2 separate regions of the Mus musculus genome follow, and region 1 is linked to region 2. A link is a contact called in public Micro-C data. All regions are on one chromosome and are shown on one strand. The core of a region is the stretch at or near the end of the contact, and the rest is flanking DNA. Distances in the headings are between cores, read along the strand shown. Region 1 holds the start of Eya1 (EYA transcriptional coactivator and phosphatase 1). Region 2 overlaps Eya1 (EYA transcriptional coactivator and phosphatase 1).

What was found. Hi-C and Micro-C count contacts between places; a contact is called where the count stands out from the background.
Region 1: a contact with region 2 is called in a Micro-C map of brown adipocytes, with 2.2 times the contacts expected there. The contact joins the promoter of Eya1 here to the enhancer-like site in region 2. A contact is called at or near these places in 3 of 484 Hi-C or Micro-C datasets (brown adipocytes, embryonic stem cells and granulocyte-monocyte progenitors), 3 of 115 datasets of contacts at active chromatin or transcription factors (embryonic stem cells and neural progenitor cells) and 3 of 9 other capture datasets (adipose tissue, liver and pancreatic islet).

Annotation. Positions count from the first base shown.
Region 1 is chr1:14,308,368-14,313,129 of GRCm38.p6, reverse strand. Eya1 (EYA transcriptional coactivator and phosphatase 1) reads left to right here and starts at 2,931. Exons shown (of 18, transcript NM_001310459.1): 1 at 2,931-3,484.
Region 2 is chr1:14,221,151-14,226,389 of GRCm38.p6, reverse strand. The region is part of intron 11 of Eya1 (EYA transcriptional coactivator and phosphatase 1); the gene reads left to right. Among named protein-coding and RNA genes, the nearest start is that of Eya1, 86 kb to the left of the region's middle. Within about 2 kb of position 2,824, at least 21 of the 459 cell types and tissues checked have an H3K27ac peak or open chromatin away from gene starts, as enhancers often do. A contact at or near this core is called in brown adipocytes and granulocyte-monocyte progenitors, where this site is marked.

The sequences.
Region 1 (4,762 bases), core at 1,682-4,181, 87 kb before region 2:
AGAAACACAAATATACCAGGAGGCAGGGGGAATTGAACTATGATATTTTGGGATATTTTCTTTCCATACTTCCAACAGTTTAAATTGTGAGACACTGTATATTCTGATATTGTTGATTTTAATCCTGTGAGAGGGGGGGGGCAGTAGTCACTTCGTTTTGTCTGTCCTTAAAGTGTTAATTAAATTATGAAACTCACTGCCATTCCTCCTGAGAAACAGTCACCTCTCAAGATTTGCATGTGCAGAGAAACTAGGGAAAGGGCATGGGTGCTTAATCTACGGGGTAAGCAGGAGGAGGAGGAGAAGACATCTTTTACTGGAAAGTTCGAGGCCCTTCCGGCCCTTCCGACCAATCAGCTGCCATTACTGAAATGGAAGGGGAATCCTTTACTGTGCCTTGGCCAGACTTTCTCAGCATTTCTTATGTTAATGTAGTTAATTAGCTATTTGTTCCTGTAGGTGGAGAAACTGTTCCCTTGTATTGTTGCAAGGGCTCTCTTGCTTTGGACCTTGTCTAAGGATGTTTGTTGATTTTTGTGAGCATATCTTTATTTAAAATTCTGTCCTAATCTAAAGGTACTGGAAACGTTTATGAGAATGGCAGACATCTGATGTCTGAGTGGGAGCATATTCAGGCAAGAGCTGCCCTGGCCAATAAAACCTGCTTGGTGGTAAGAATGTTATCTGAAAGATCTTTGCATCTCTGTTAGGGTATTCAAACATCCCACTCAGCCTGAACTTTCCAGCAAACTTCCCTCAGCTTTGTGTAAGCTCTAGGGCGGATTTAGGAAACAGTTTGGTTCTTTGTGGTATGTGATCAAGTTATATAATTATAGTTGATAAAAATTTCATAATATTACCTTTTGGTTATCTATCATAGCATATCATACTTTGGGTTCAAGCTGCATATGGAATAATTACTACATATTTGGGGTTAGTAACCAGACAAAATTTATAAGTAAACATGTGATTCTTTTTAATACATTTAGCTTTGCTTAAGAAAAAGGAAACTATTTAAGAGTGGTAAATATGCACATGGTTATTTCTTCTAACCAGTGACTAAGCTGTGTGTTTCATAATTATGAGGTATGAGCTATATTATACCCATTAGTGGTTACATTAAATTCATCATATCTTTCCTAATTTTATTCATAATTACACGAGTCATTTCTTTGAAGGCATTTTGCTTGGTTATTTAAATAAAAATTATTGAATTTCATTACAAAAGTACATGTAATACGATAAATTTGACTGTAACATAGACAAGTAACTTGTATGTAAAACTGACATGGTATTTCTGCCGCTTTGACTTCACAGAGTGTGCACATTCTGGGTTCTCCAATATTATAATCTTTTATGAACTGCATGAATGACATTTGAGCAATACATGTCCAAAATAATTTTAACCTATAGGAAGCATGAATGCAATAGCTGAAGGTAAAGTTTAAGCCAGAGGTCAAATGTTATGTCTTGGGTAATTTAGTAACAAATCTAAGTGCAAAAGAAGTTACTGTCTGGGTGCTTGGTATTGTAAATAGAACTAATGTAGCATTAGATTTTACCTGACTGCAACAGAAAACTCCATAATAGACTTTGTTTTTTCTGCACATGCACTTTGGTATGTTGAATAACTGATCCTTCTGGTCTGAGAGAGTGCTGTAGGAGGTAACGTAACTATGTCAGCTGCATATATGATCCAATAGCAATCAACTGTTTTTTTGACCTGGCTTCCCAAATATGGTAGATACCTAGCTCATGGTTCCTTGCTGGTGCTGAACAAGATGAAATCCTAGGTGAGTTTGAAGTCCCAGCTGCCTCTTAGGTTTGACAAAGTGCTCCTTTGCAAGGAATTTAGACTGGCATCCTTTCTAGGAGGGGAAGGGAGAACTCCTGTTTGGAATTTTGGTCCTTAGAACCATTTAGTTGGGTTTTGTTTGCATCATCTGAAGGTGCTTTCGTTTCCTAATTGGCAGAGTTAAGGTAGGACCCATCTATCTCCTCTATTAGTTGATGTGAAGTTACTGTGATGTAAAAACATGTTCATACCAAGGTGAGAAATTAAAATAAGGAGACTTTTTTTTTAATAAAAAGAGCACATAGAATAGAAATATTGGTGATGATAAAAATACCTTCTTAAAATGCATATCCAGACTTAATTTCAGAGTGAGTGTTAGTTTGCATTTGCATTTAAACTGTGATATAGGACCGACAAAATATTAACCCATATAAGGAGACGCCTTCTTTCAAGATTACAAATTATCATAATGGCTAAACCCTTGACTTGGATAAAACATAGTTTGTTAACTGAAGCTCAGCTCCTAGGTGTCACCGAACGAACGCCTAACTCATAGATTCTGAATTAAGGTTGTGAGTTTTTAAAAGGATAAGTTGCAAAGCAAGTTCCAGACTAAACGAATCTCTTCTCAAGACCCATTTAAAAATGTTAATGGTGAAATATTATCTGGGTCCTAGCCAAAGAACTGAAGCCTTTGGCCTCCTAGCAACCCTTGCAGAATCCTCCGCCAGGCTTTCATTGTTAAGCTGCTAATAGCTAACACGTTTGCCCATTCTCCCTCTACTTCATAGAAACAGCTTTTTTTTTTTAAATCTTCTCCAGACCTGTAAGTAGGTAGGTACTTTAGGAAAAAGTGTTAAAAGTATCCGTTCTCCTAAGTTTCAGGTCCTCAAAAAAAATTTTAAAAAAAGTATTGAAAAAGTGTAAAAGATAACATGCAACTACTCCCCAAAGATCTTAATTGGGAGCTACTGGCGCGGGAGGATGTGTGTGTGTTGACAGAGGTTCCCACAAGTTCTTCCCCCACAGCTGTTTATTCAGATATCATGGGGCGCGTCATTTACATAATAAATTTTTTTTTAAAGCAGCGAGGTTGAGTCAGACCAAGCTCTGCTCCTCTCAATTGTTGCATTTAAACCAATAAGGTTAGGACAAGAGACTAGCTGTGGTTTGCGTTGCAAAAACAAAACAAAACAAAAAGCCCCGAGGCTTCGTGGGCAGACCTACAAGGCTGCGCAAACAAATCGGGGGATGAGATTTTGCTGTTTCTTTGTCTAGGCGTCTCAGATGCTATCTGCCGCTGCCGTTCGCTGGGGCGCAAAGCCGTTCCCAAACAGACCGCGGCGAGCTGATGGCTCCGAGCTTGCGGCGAGGTAGCGAGTGTGCAGGGCCACTTCCGACTGGAAGCCTTCCTGTGGCGGTGCGCGGTGGCGGGGTCCTTCCTGGGGAAGGCGATCGCGCTCAGTCGCTCCACAGCCCGAGCCTGCAGCAGCGCCCGGGCGCAGTCCCCGGGAGCCGGGCAATCCCCGGCCTCTGCGCTCCGCTGCCAGCCGCGTCACAGCGCCTCTGAGAGCTCCCGGGTCCCCGTGTTCCTGCACAGCAGCCAAACTATGTCAGGAATGGAGGTCTGCTAACACAGAAAACTCCAAGGAGCACACTAAACCGGTGGAGGCAGCAGATGTGAGCGCTGTAAGTACAAGCTGGTGTTTGAAAAACTGTAATGACCAAGTACTACTTACTGTCTGGTGGGCAAAGCCCGAGATAACTGGAGAGCCTTTATTAGGGTTTTGGTTTGTTTTCAAAGAAAAAAAGCACTGTGGCTTGGGGAAAACAATAACACTGTTTCTGGGACTTTAGAAGCCGCTGGGTTCCGTCGTAAAATTGTAATCTTTACCCTCCAAATGATCGGAGCCATTAGGATCATTAAAGGATCATTGCAAATTAACTACTTTTGTTCTGATTTTTATAGATAAGTAGAACACTAGGTAATATTCTCAGACGGGGGAATTATTTCATATCTTTTCTTAATTGCTGCACTAGCCCCAGAATATTGAGTGGTATTGAACAGGGTTATATCCATACATAGATGTATAGGTACGAAAGGTATACTTAGTGGTATTTATTACACAGATCACTTTTTCTACGGCTAGGTTGATAAATGAGGAAAGGTTTACAACGGAAAACTCAGCAGATGAACAACGAGCTGATAACTATGTTTTCAAGAAGGACACCTTTTTGTTCCAAAGCAAATTTATCAAAGACTTTACTAAGCAGGCTCATCTTCAGTATTCGATACAATAAGCCTTTGGTCCCTTAAAGTATTTGTCCCTCTCTGGCCCTTTTTGTGATTTGAATGCACTTGGAAGCTAAACTCCAGATTTTGAAACTTTTGAATATTCGTGTAAAGCACGGCCCTTCAAAATCAGTATTTGAATTGCTAACAACTCATAGGCTTACACTCTTGGGAGGAATTTTGAAGACATTTAAGCATAACGTTTGCAATAATTCAATACATTATGAACTGTCATTGAGTTTAGACAAGTGTTTTTAAGTTTCATTTCTTAAGATGGCCAGGGGTATAGAAACTTGTTAGCTGGGAATCATGGTGTGTAGCTGTATAGGTTTGAAGTTGTCTTTCTAATGTCTTTCAGAGAAGGTTTTATTTTATGCTTGTGAGAGTCTTTCCCCCGCTCTGTTTAGAGTTTGGGGACATGCACACAGGAATAGTCATGCCTTCATATGATCAAACATTTAATATTTGACTTTCTCGATGCTTGAGTTCTCCTAAGGCCCAAAGTGTTTAGTAAGTAAGCAAGCAGCTGTGGATTTTCAGCCTTTGAAAACTCTTTGTGGTGACAGACATAGAAGTCTAATTGAGCCACCGTTCAGTTCAACTTTTAAGTGCCAAATAAAGTCAGCTGCTCTGTGAGTTTCACAGGCATGATAAATGATTTTTTGAAAAAGAAA
Region 2 (5,239 bases), core at 1,575-4,074:
GTCCACAATCCGTCTAGAGAGAATGGGTGGATTTTGGATTGTGCAGTGAGTAGGATGTAGACTTGGACTGGGGCAGAGGATAGAAGAGCAAAGTAGATAAAAGAAAAGGGTGATTTCTGAGCTGTATCCTTTGAGACTGAGGGAACAGTCACATGTAGGATGAACTGATTGTCAGGAAAACCTGGGGATATGGGTGGTAGGGAAACCTTGGATAGTTTTGACATACTTCTTAGACAAGCAAGACAGTGGCTGGCAGGTAAACCCAGTGTTCTTTGGAGAAGTGGCCAGAGCTGTGGGCACCAGTTTTAACATTAATACTGTGAAGCTTAGATCTAGAAGCACCTCAGCTCCTTGACTGATTCCTCCCAAACATGTGTCTAGCATCTTCTCTGTGTTGGATGCTATGACCAACCTGTTGTCTTTTTGCTGGAGATACGTTCAGGGATATTCATTGCTAAGGAAATGAGAAGCAAACAGAACTATGCAAGAGGATTTGCCTAATATTACTCTCATTAGGGGACATTAGAATTGGGTAGAAGTTGTTCTCAAATTAGGTGATAACTCCTTGAAAACTATGAGGTTTGTTCAGAATTCTTCCAAACAATGATAGTAACCATGCAGATTGGAATAGCTTGCATCCCTTTTGTTCCCCACAGTCTAAAAGTAGCTTAGTGGCAATCTGCCCCTTTGGAGTGCAGATTTACTTATGTTCTTGGCCATTGTTGGGGAGGTATGTGGCTCCGCCTTCCTCTAAATGCATAGAAAGAAATGAATGCTGGACAAAGTGGTGGCTGTTTTGTCTCTATGGGAACCAGATACCTGAGAAGGAGCTTAGTCACAGTAGCTTAGGCAACTAAATGAGTGAGCCATTTAGTAAGGGGATACGGGATCTGGTAGATAGAATGCAAAATTAGGGCATGTTATAGCAATATATACCTCCCTCCAGAGGTTCGAGAATGTCCCACCTTCTGTGTAATCCTAGCTGTGGGAAGAAGGCATGCTGGGTGTTATATGGAAGTGCTGTTTTGTAACAAAGGTGGTAAGGACAAAAAGGGGGTGCTCTGTACAACCTACCAAGGCAGAAGAAAGAAATAGCACTTGTTAGCAGGAATGTAGAGTCTGTCCTTAGGTTGGTTCTAGAAATCTGTATTCTAGTCACTTTTGTTTACTGCATTTTTTAAAACTGTTTCCAAGCTAAATCAAAATTCCTAAGTTTTACTAAAAATTTAGGTCCCTTCCCCCCAATAGATTGTTCTCCTTAAAACAGACAATATAATCCAATTTTCAATATTGAATTATAAACACCAAACTTAACAGTATTCACTTCCCCTTACATGGATGACTCAGAGTGAGTCCTTGCTCATAAGAAAATGTTGTATCTTTAGCCAAGTTCTTTGATCCCTCAATACTTACTCTTTTTCTTTTCATGCTTATAAGAAACAGTGTTTTTCCTTTTATTAAATGTCGTTTTTAATCAATCAATTAATTAATTCACATCCCAAATGCTTCCTTCCCTCCATGTCCCCCTGTCAGAGTTCCTTCCTTCATCCCCCATGCCCTTTGCCCCTTTGCCCCCTCCTAGTTATTATGCCCACCCTGCTGCATCAGGTCTCCACAGGATTAGCTGTAGCCTTTCTCACTGAGGCCAGACAAGGCAGACTCTGCTATGTATATGTGGGGAGAGGGGGTTGGACCAGCCCATGTATGCTCTTTGGTTGGTGGCTTGGTCTTTAGGAGCTCCCAGGAGTCCAGGTTTTGACACTTTTGGTCTTCCTGTAGGGTTGCTATCACCTTGAGGGCCTTATTCCCTAACTCTTCTATAGTGGTCCGGGACCTCTGTCCAATGTTTGCTGCTTGTGGGTATCTGCATTTGTCTCAGTCAGCTGCTGGGTCGGGCCTCTCAGATGGCTGTCATGCTAGGCTCCTGCTGGAAGCACAACACTCTTTATTGCTAATTAGTATCCCTCATTCCTGGAGTTTTGGTTAGTGTGGAAATTAATAGTATTACAACCCAAATTTTATTTTATACAAAACCAAACCATAAACACTTAAGATAGAAAAGGATGGCAGAAAGAGAAGCAGGTTTAATTACGGGTCCTCCTCACACTAAATTGTCTGATACTCACTGAATTCAGTAGTGATGCTGTTGAGCTTGCTTCCCAGGCTAGTAGGCTGTTTTATTTATTTGTTTGTTAGCTTGTTGTTGCTACTATTAATTGAGACAGTCTTATGTAGCCCTGGCTGACCTGAAACTACCTATGAAGTCAAGGGATGCCTTGAACACCTTGATCTTCTTGCTTCTACCTCCCAAGTGCTGGGATTACAGACATGTAGTCCTCCTCCTAGCTTGTTCCTAAACTTAATTTATAGATTGTGAATCAACACGATTTGAGGTCACACACAAAATAATTAAAACAGAATATTATACCTGGCTTTTGTCAAATGGTAAGTACATATATTTGAATATAGACGAGACCTTATTGTTAACTACAACTGCAACAGCAAATCCCTTGCCTTAAATATCAGAAAACAACAACAATAAAATTCTTGAATCCCAGCAAGATTGCCAGTGAGTAATATGGTGGCAGTGGCTTCAACCTCATGAATTGCAGTATGTGACATGTCTTATGGTATGATAGAAATTGGAGACTTAAGTTCAAGTATATCTGTCTCAGTTCCAAGTTCATATTCTGATTGAGAGTCAACTGCACATCCACTGAGCTTGAGCTTAATGCTTGGCTTGCAGGATTACTCCAGCACTTAACCCAAATCTCACTGATTGCAAAAGCCAATAGGAAGAAAGGCATATGACCTACTGAGCTTTCAGCTGCACTTTAAGTGTTTGCGGTAGAATGTGCCAAGGTTCTAAGAGACTCTCGAATGTCATTGTGACCTTATGCTGCCTGAGCCTCTCTCGTGGGAATAAGCATTTACTGTATGAGGGTGGGGTAGTGGTAGGAGCAGTTCTTCTAGATCATTTCACCTGGGTATTCCGATTGGCCAGTGATGGTAGTTGCTTCATCTTCCTCTGTTTGACAGACAATGAATGCTAAATTCCCAAGAGGGTCTAGACACTTAAAATTGTTCCCTCCATTTTGGAACTGGACCAGAGTCACAATGGTGGCATAACTCTCCCACTTTTCCTGACAGTGCTCAGGCAGCTGGGGATGGTGCAGAAACAAACATGGCCATGGTCCAAGAAAACCAGATCTATACTTTTAGGATTTGTATTTCATGCAATTTCCACATCTCCCAGTTTTTCAGCATTTAGACCAGAGACTGATAGACCCTAATCCATAGGCCAAATATGCTCCACAGCCTGCTTTATGCAGCTTCTTTAAGCTAAGAGGCTTATTTCATTTTTGTAAAGTATTCTTAAAACCAAAACAAGAATATGTGCCACAGGAAATGTAAGCCTGAAATCCTGATTTTTCTGCCCCTTAAGAGAAAGGTCTCTCCTCTCCTCTGAACTTTGAGTTAGTTCTGATTCCTTTTCCTCATCCCTTTGGGATATGGGGACCACAGCACTGTGGCTGGCTGTGAAATCAAGCCGTGTAAGCATCAGCGATATGAATTTGGAACCTGGTGAAGCTTAGGCCAGCAAATTCATTAGAGAGATGGCACTGCCTTCTAAGAAACAGTTGTAACAGGAAATGACGAAAACACAATTAACAGTTGTAACAGGAAGTGACACAAACACAATTAACAGTTGTAACAGGAAATGACGCAAACACAATTAACAGTTTTAACAGGAAATGATGCAAACACAATTAAACTTTTCTATTTGAGACATGGTCTTATGTAACCCCGGCTTGCCTCACACCCTGAAGATGACCTTAAACCTCTTCAAGTTCCTTCTCCCAAGTTTAATGAACATGCAGCAGTCACAGAGCTAGTTCTCAATTTTGACCTGTGCGTGAACCCACATCATTTCTACAGTCCCTGGGGGCTCTAATAACCCTAGCAAAGAGCCCCGGCCTTATGTCTGGGGACCTGGAAGAAGACAGATATCCCAAAGGATTTCTTCTTTGTATGTTAATGTTAAATTGGGTCAAAATGAGAAGGTAACATATGGTCCCAAATACAACCTGCGGATGCTGTGGGATGGCATAGAATATAAAGCCTCAAAACAAGCAGGGCAGTGGTGGTGCATGCCTTTTTACCACAGCACTTGGGAGGCAGAGGCAGGTGTATTTCTGTGGGTTGGAGGCCAGCCTGATCTACAGAGCTAGTTTCAGGGCAGCCGAAAAACAAACAAAACAACAACACAAAAACAAAATAAAAACACACCTAGATGAAAATACGTTTCTTGAACATGAAAGACATGCCGGACTGAATAAACTTCCTCTTCCTTTGTCCTCACCCTTGTCCCAATGCCACTTCCTTTCCCGTTATTTACCATCACCTTCCTCTTAGCTCAGAACTTCAGGTACTTAGAGCATCCATAGGGGCCCATTATCTGACTGCCCACATTGGTGCAGCCGAGTTTGCTTGCTCACCACTGCAAATTGGATGGAGCTAAGGAGCGGAATCACAACAGCTCCCCACCATTGCTCTGGCTTGCTATCCCCAGCCGTCTCCTTTTCTCCGAGACTTTGCAAAAACCACCTTGGATCTCAGTCACTTCTGCCTCCTTGATGACCCCATCTGAAATGTGGAAGCAATCCTAGATGTTGCTGGAAAACAGTGCCAAGCATCCAAAAATGTACTTACTGTTGGCATTGCCTGTCTGAAACCTGCTATTTCTTGTTTTGGGGTCCAGCACATGTGATGGGTGGCCCTGTATATTTTGTTAGAACAAGAATATATACCAAAAACCCATACCTATAAAGCATATAGGATCATCCTTGGAGAAAATGAATGGCAGAACCTGTGTCAATATGGTAATAAGGCTGGTGACGCTTCATCCAACTTCTAAGGCTTTCAATGAAAAGAATTGGCAGGGAATACTTAACATTACTCACACAAAGTACATCTATTACCAGACAACACCAGGATTAAAACATAGTCTTCAAAGTAGTGTTGTGGGCAGAATATAGTGTGAAGAACTTACTCCGTGAGCATGGGGATGCCATGAGAAATATCACACAAGGTACCAACACAATGGAAATGTACAGCTGAGACTAATCTGATAGCAGAGAAAATCATTGTGCAGTGCTTAGCATAGGAAGGAAAAATGATCTAAAGAGTGGCTGTAACACTAGAAAGGAGAGAGAGAGATAGGAGAGTAGTCACAAAT